Linked DNA regions of Zea mays: region 2 is linked to region 1. The links are chromatin contacts, called in public Hi-C maps. All regions are on one chromosome and are shown on one strand. Each heading gives the region's core, a stretch centred on a gene start, on an enhancer-like site or on the middle of the called end of the contact. The rest is flanking DNA. Distances are from core to core; before and after follow the strand shown. Region 1 holds the start of LOC100279395. Region 2 holds the start of LOC100286155 (holocarboxylase synthetase).

Region 1 (2,935 bases), core at 8-2,507:
TGATAACTATAAAATTCACACATAGAATTGGATACAGATCATATTTTTTTACATTTTTCATTATAGGGAACAAAGAATGCATAAAACAATTTATGCAATTTTTTTTGCGATAATGTGTGATGACATAAGAATAGATTAACACCAAATTTAATGCATATCTATTTTAGAATATTAAATTTATTGAATATCCACTCTTCTTTCTATTTATGAGTTCTAAATCAACAAACCAAGTTAGCTTCAATTTTCCGTATGAAATTTACACCGACATTGTTTACCCATGTTTTTTGTTGCCGTCAAAAGGAAAACACGGTAAGAGCTAACCCCAGAAGTTTAGCTAAAAATACTAGCCAAATTTTCTGATTTAGCTATTTTTATAATAAATTTTATATAAAATAAGGAGATTATTCCAATAGACTTGTAAATCTAGAACTCCTGTATAGCGAGTGAAAAAAGATATCTAAGAACAACTCAGTAGTTCTCTAAAATACCTCCTAAATCAATAATTTAGGTAGTTAAACTAAAAAATCCTCTCCAACAGTTCTCTAATTAAACTTCTAAATTTAGCTACTTCTCATCAAACCTCATTTACTCCCTATATCTAGCAACCTTTTACCAAGTCCCGAAACAACGAAGACTGACGAAAACCAATCATATGTCGACATGATGTACCCTTTCAGGAGCAAATTGATCGTCCCACGTGAATGGATTCAGCGTGATCCGTATGCTAGGTCTTCTACCGTCACTGTTCTGTCGATAAGTACTGCTAGTAATAGCAACCAACTGCCAACATATTTCTGAAACAGATGACAACGATCTGTCACCGTATGGGTGAATCAAATGTTTTGTTACAGATGCAATCAAAATATAAGTAGAAAATATGCACACTTATTTTTTTTATGTAGATTCAAAACCAAACTACAACATATATTTAAAGAGCTATTGGACAAGTCATAATTTTTAACTCCCAAAATTATTTAATAACTTCCTAAATCTATGATTTAGAAAACTAAAATATATATAACTATTAGATCTGCTCTAAAAAAAGAAAGTGAAGTTATAGGGATATAAAGCTACTAAAATTTAAAGGGTCATTTATAAAATCTGTTGGAGATGTTTTTTAATAATAATCAAAATTTACCAAGCGTCTCTTAAAGTTGCAGTAAAAAGAAAAGGGTCGCACTCGTTAAACCTAGCTGCGAGTACTCTTTGCAATTTAACCCGCGACATGCCATCTCCCTCTCTATCCCACGCTGCCTCGCTGGAGTTGGGAGGGGGTTTCCCTCTCTCTCTCCTCCTCATCCCCCTCTTTCTCCACTAGAGAGCCGGGACCTAGCACGAGAGGGAGGGAGGGAGAGAGTCACGCCGGGAGGTCACCGTCGCCGCCGACGGCCGCGATGGCTCGCCTGTTCCGCGAGTCCCGCCGCGACTCGTCCCCCTTCTCCTCCTCCTCCAATGGCTTCCTCCCGCCGGCGTCCGCTTCCAGCCCCTCGGTCTCCGCGCTCCCCTCGCCGTTCCCGGACCTCGGGGTCGCCCTCTCCACCGCGGACCTCCGGGAGGCCGCCTACGAGGTGCTGGTCGCGGCCTCCCGCACCACGGGCGGGAAGCCCCTCACCTATATCCCCCAGTCCTCGTCGGTGGCCGCGGGGGCCACGGCGTCCCCGGCCTCCTCCGCGTCCTCGGCATCCTCCGCCTCGCTCCAGCGCTCCCTCACCTCTGCCGCCGCCAGCAAGATGAAGAAGGCGCTCGGGCTCCGCTCGTCCGCCTCCTCCAAGGGTGTCGGCAGCCCCGGGAGTGGCGGGAAGGCGGCGCCCCCGCGTAGGCCCGCCACGTTTGGGGAGCTCATGCGGGTGCAGATGCGCATCTCCGAGCCCACCGACGCCAGGATCCGCAGGGGCCTCCTCCGCATCGCTGCCAGCCAGGTAGGATCTCGTGTTTAGCTGCTGAGATTCCCGCTGAGATTTCCTTCCAATGCTGGCGTTGGTGGATTGCGTTACTAGATCTGGAGTCGGTCAAGAGTGCCATGATGTTCTCGGAGTTTGTTGAAGGGTCCGTCGAAAATTCAAATTTAGCTAAATTTACACCTATTTTCTTATTTGATTTAAAAGTATACTATGTCTTAGATATTTTTAGTTTAGGATTGGAATGCCGTTGCTAAACATGCGGCATTTTATAGGGACGAGAGTGAAATGACTTATCTATTTTTTTGGCGGATCTTGTAATTTGGGTGTCGGCTTCAGCAGCTGTTATTAATATTTGTTGCCTTCAGATACCTAATTAAGATTTTCCCTTGCTTCATTGAATATAAAATTGCATCTCTCAACTTTGTAGTCACGGATAACCTTTGTTTGTTAATTCTTACCTTGGTCTAGGGTTCTCGTGATAAAGTGCGAAGATGAATTAGGAATGCACATACTCCCTCTGTTTGAATCTGAAACTCAGTTTTAGTTTTGTTCCAGGTCAAACTTGTCTAACTTTGACCAATTTTATATAATATATTACATTTACAATATCAAATAAGGCCCTGTTTGGTTTGAGGGACTAAAGATTAGTCCCTCAAGGGGTGACTAAAAGGGACTAAACCATATTAATTCCACTTTTTCCCCTCAGTTATTTCAGTTGCACTAATGACGTTATTTCAGTTGCACTAATGACGGGAGAAGGTTAAGGGGCATTTTAGTCTTCTTATGAGTCATTTAATGCGTTCTCAACACTTTTAGTCCTTGCAACCAAACAGTGTAGAGACTAAACTTTAGTCACTCGACTAAACTTTAGTCCCTGGACTAAAGGAACCAAACAGGCTCTAAGAGGGTGTTTGGCTTCTAGGGACTAATTTTTAGTCCCGCCATTTTATTTCATTTTAGTTTCTAAATTGCCAAATACGGATATTAAAACTCTATTTTAGTTTCCGTATTTGACAATTTAGGGACTAAAATGG
Region 2 (3,337 bases), core at 751-3,250, 210 kb before region 1:
GATGGATAAATAACAACAATGAGCAAAGATCAGCATGGTCATTAATTCTAGGTAAATGCAGTTTGGACTGAAAATTTGAGGCAAGAGCATGCTCCAGATTCCAAATTCACAGATAGTTCTGTGAAAAAGATAAAATCATGCTACTAGAGGGCACAATCGTCACCTGTTGTAGAAGTGTGAAATCATGTACTCACTCATAGAAATAACTGCACTATTTTTTCTACCTCTACCTATTTAATTCTAATCACAATTTGTAGACAACCTGGCTATGTACCTCAAGAACGTATTGTGCTTCAATGCATTGCAATGAACTAGCTGAAAGCCTAGAACCTAGGCAATGTATAATGCTATTATGTGGCATGCGCATAGTGGAATGTTGCATCTGTTTTGTTGGAACTTGGAACTCACACCGTCTTGTGGGATGCTGGAGGAGGGCTGGAGGCATCTGCAGTTTTTCCTAGTCTCCAGGTGATGGCACTTGGTGAGATGACAGCTGCTGGCAATCAGGGCTAGAGACAGCTTAGGCTCTACGAGGTTGGTTATGCACATGAGGAAGTGAATACTAAGTTGTCAACTAGATGCCAGTACTGACAATTCCAATGCGTTCACTGGTTTCCGGTTGTACGAGGGTATACCCGACTATCCATTTGATGAGATAAGAAGAGGAGATTTAGTCATATTTAGATACAATATTGCACTACCAAAGCTTACTTGTTGTGTCTGAAAAATAAATGTTAACTTCTTACCTAACAATAAAACAATGTGGACCACAGAACAACACCTATCATAGAAATCAAGTACTGCAATCTCTGACTGGAACAGTACAGTAGTACACTGAATGGCGAGACTTCCATATAGCAGTGCACAAGCAAAGTGAGGTTTGAAAGGATGCATCCTTGGTACTACTGCTTAAGTAAGCTGCCCCAAAAGTAAAGTTTCTAGCCCCTCCCACCAGCTTTCCGATTGCACACCATCCCTCTGAACCTAACCAAGGCTAATCTGAGCCTTGCAAGTTGCAAAGCACAAAGTGAGACGCCCACAGCCGCTTCCACCCAGAAAGGAAAAGGCTAAAGTAACACGGAAGCAGCTGATTAGAGAAGGAGCAGCAATTAGAGCTGGTAAAATTCCAAGCGGAATGACTCCAAATGGCAATACAACAGTGATTCTTTTATCAATCAGTTTTGTCGGAGGTGTGATATTGAATACGAACAGGATGAGCTAGGCATCAAGTACGAAGAAACATTAATCCCAGGAAAAGTTGGCACTGGACGTGGATCGAAACTAACCATGCTCAGCCTATCCATCCATCCAGGAAATTCGGTCAGAACTTGCGTCGGGAGGTAACATGCATACTTGCTACTGACATCATAACCTTTGGCATCGCAAACAACAAATCGAAATCAGTATGGAACTGGACTTGAGAAATCCAATCCCCCCCCCCCCCCCTCTCAGAAAGGAGGAGTCGGCACCGGAATTCCCAACCAATCGAGCCTAAAACACAGGAATTCACACCACGCAGACTGACAAAGCGCCCAAAAGCGGATAGGCCCGAATTGGCCTCCGCCAGGACGCAAATCTCTGCCACTACCACCGTGGAACGACACCCAACAGGTACCGCAATCCGCCGCCTGGGGAGAAGAGGGAGGGAGATGGACGTACCATGGCGTGACGTTCGCCGGCGTGGAAGGAGGCCTTCTGCGCGCCCATGCCGAGCGTGTAGAGCTGCGAGAGCGAGTTGGCGGCGCCCCGGAAGGCCCCGTAGAGCGCCCGGTCCGTCTCCTCCAGGCGTGCCGCCTCCGCCTTGCGCTTCTTCCCGGCCATCCCAGCCAGTCCCCTCAGGTCGTCGCTTCCCGATCCGTCCGGCGACCGCCCAGTCCGGCGACGGAAGGGAGCTCTAAGGGACCCCGCGGCGAGACGGGCCCCGGCGGCGAGGTGACGTCGACGCGCACGAAGCGGCGGCTTTACGTCTCTCCCTGCCTGTGCCTGCGCAGTGTTTTTCCCCCCGTCTCGTCTCCTTCCCGTGGTTTTGGTTGGTTTCTCTTACTCCTCGCTCTTCATATCGTCTCGTCGTCGCGTCGTTTGCAGTGGCCAGTGGGTGTGGTGTGGGCGTGTGGCTCGTGTCGTGAGCGCGCGCGGAGGCTGATGCCGACGCTGGGCCCGCATGGCGGTGGGCGGAACGGGACGGGAGCGTACAAGCACGTGGCATGGGGGCTGACTGATTGACGGCGTGGATGCGAGGTAGTGGGACCATCGGAGCTGCCCGCCTGGCAGCACCGGTGTCAGTGACCGCTGTTGAGGCGTAATAGGCCCAGCGGCCCACTACAGATTAATAGGCCCAGCAGCCCACTGCAAGCAGCAGTGGCCGGTCCAGTGGCCTCGGAAACGCGGGGAGCCAGAGAGCTAGACTCTAGCTTTGAGTTGTCGTCTCTTCTTCGCACTCCTTGACGACAGTGTCCACCCCGCGTGGCGGCGCGCGCACCAAGAAGAGAAAGCCATGTCCAAGGGGTTCGTCGAGAGGGTATGTATGATAAAAACGGAAACGGTAATTTTTAGATACCGGAAATCATTTTCAAAGTTTTACCAAAATTTAGATCTAAACGGAATCGGTTACCGAAAATACGGGAACAAAATCGATAGAAAAAATCGAAAACGGAAACGGTTGGTGCTTTTTCCGACCGTTTCTGGATATTAGCGTTTTTATTCGGTATTTTACCGTCGGTAATAAATTCGATATTTTCAGAAAAATATTAAATCTGAACGGACCTTTATAAATTCAAAATAAATTCATCTTAACTTAGAAAATATGAAACTAATTTATTATTTTTTTAAAATCAAGATCTATCTAATGGTGTATAGTTTAGAATCGTTTGAAGCTTTTATAAATCTTATTTATGTTTTCTTACATGTTATTACTCTTGATACATATATTCATAATTTACACGAGAACTTAAGAAAGACTAAGAGAACACTAATTATATTGAATATGCCAAGTAGTATGAGTACAAATAGAATATAAGTGTCATATCATTATGCACATTTTGATTCTACTTTATTTAAATACGTAATAATAATTTTATTATTGTACACTTCTTACCTTATATATCTATTGTGACCTCATACCTTATATATTATTACTAATTTTATATGAATGTATGACTTGCGTGAATTTTTTAAGTTAATTGAGGGTACTTGTTACAATTTTTACCAATCGGATTTTAGTTTTTGATCGTAACCGATGTAATTTTCGTACCGAACTTTCGTTTCCGATGTTTCCGAATTACTGATGTCGTTTTCGTTTCTGGAGTTACCGTTTTGGATCTCGTTTTCAAGAAAAAAA

What was found. A called contact is a pair of places that touch in the nucleus more often than the background predicts.
Region 2: a contact with region 1 is called in a Hi-C map of ear, with 2.1 times the contacts expected there. The contact joins the promoter of LOC100286155 here to the promoter of LOC100279395 in region 1. A contact is called at or near these places in 3 of 25 Hi-C or Micro-C datasets (ear, leaf and tassel).

The regions. Positions count from the first base shown.
Region 1 is chr2:181,214,793-181,217,727 of Zm-B73-REFERENCE-NAM-5.0, reverse strand. LOC100279395 reads left to right here and starts at 1,257. Exons shown (of 5, transcript NM_001360969.1): 1 at 1,257-1,919. The coding sequence starts at 1,395.
Region 2 is chr2:181,420,238-181,423,574 of Zm-B73-REFERENCE-NAM-5.0, reverse strand. It overlaps LOC100286155 (holocarboxylase synthetase), which reads right to left and starts at 2,000. Exons shown (of 3, transcript NM_001159043.1): 1 at 1,660-2,000. The coding sequence starts at 1,821.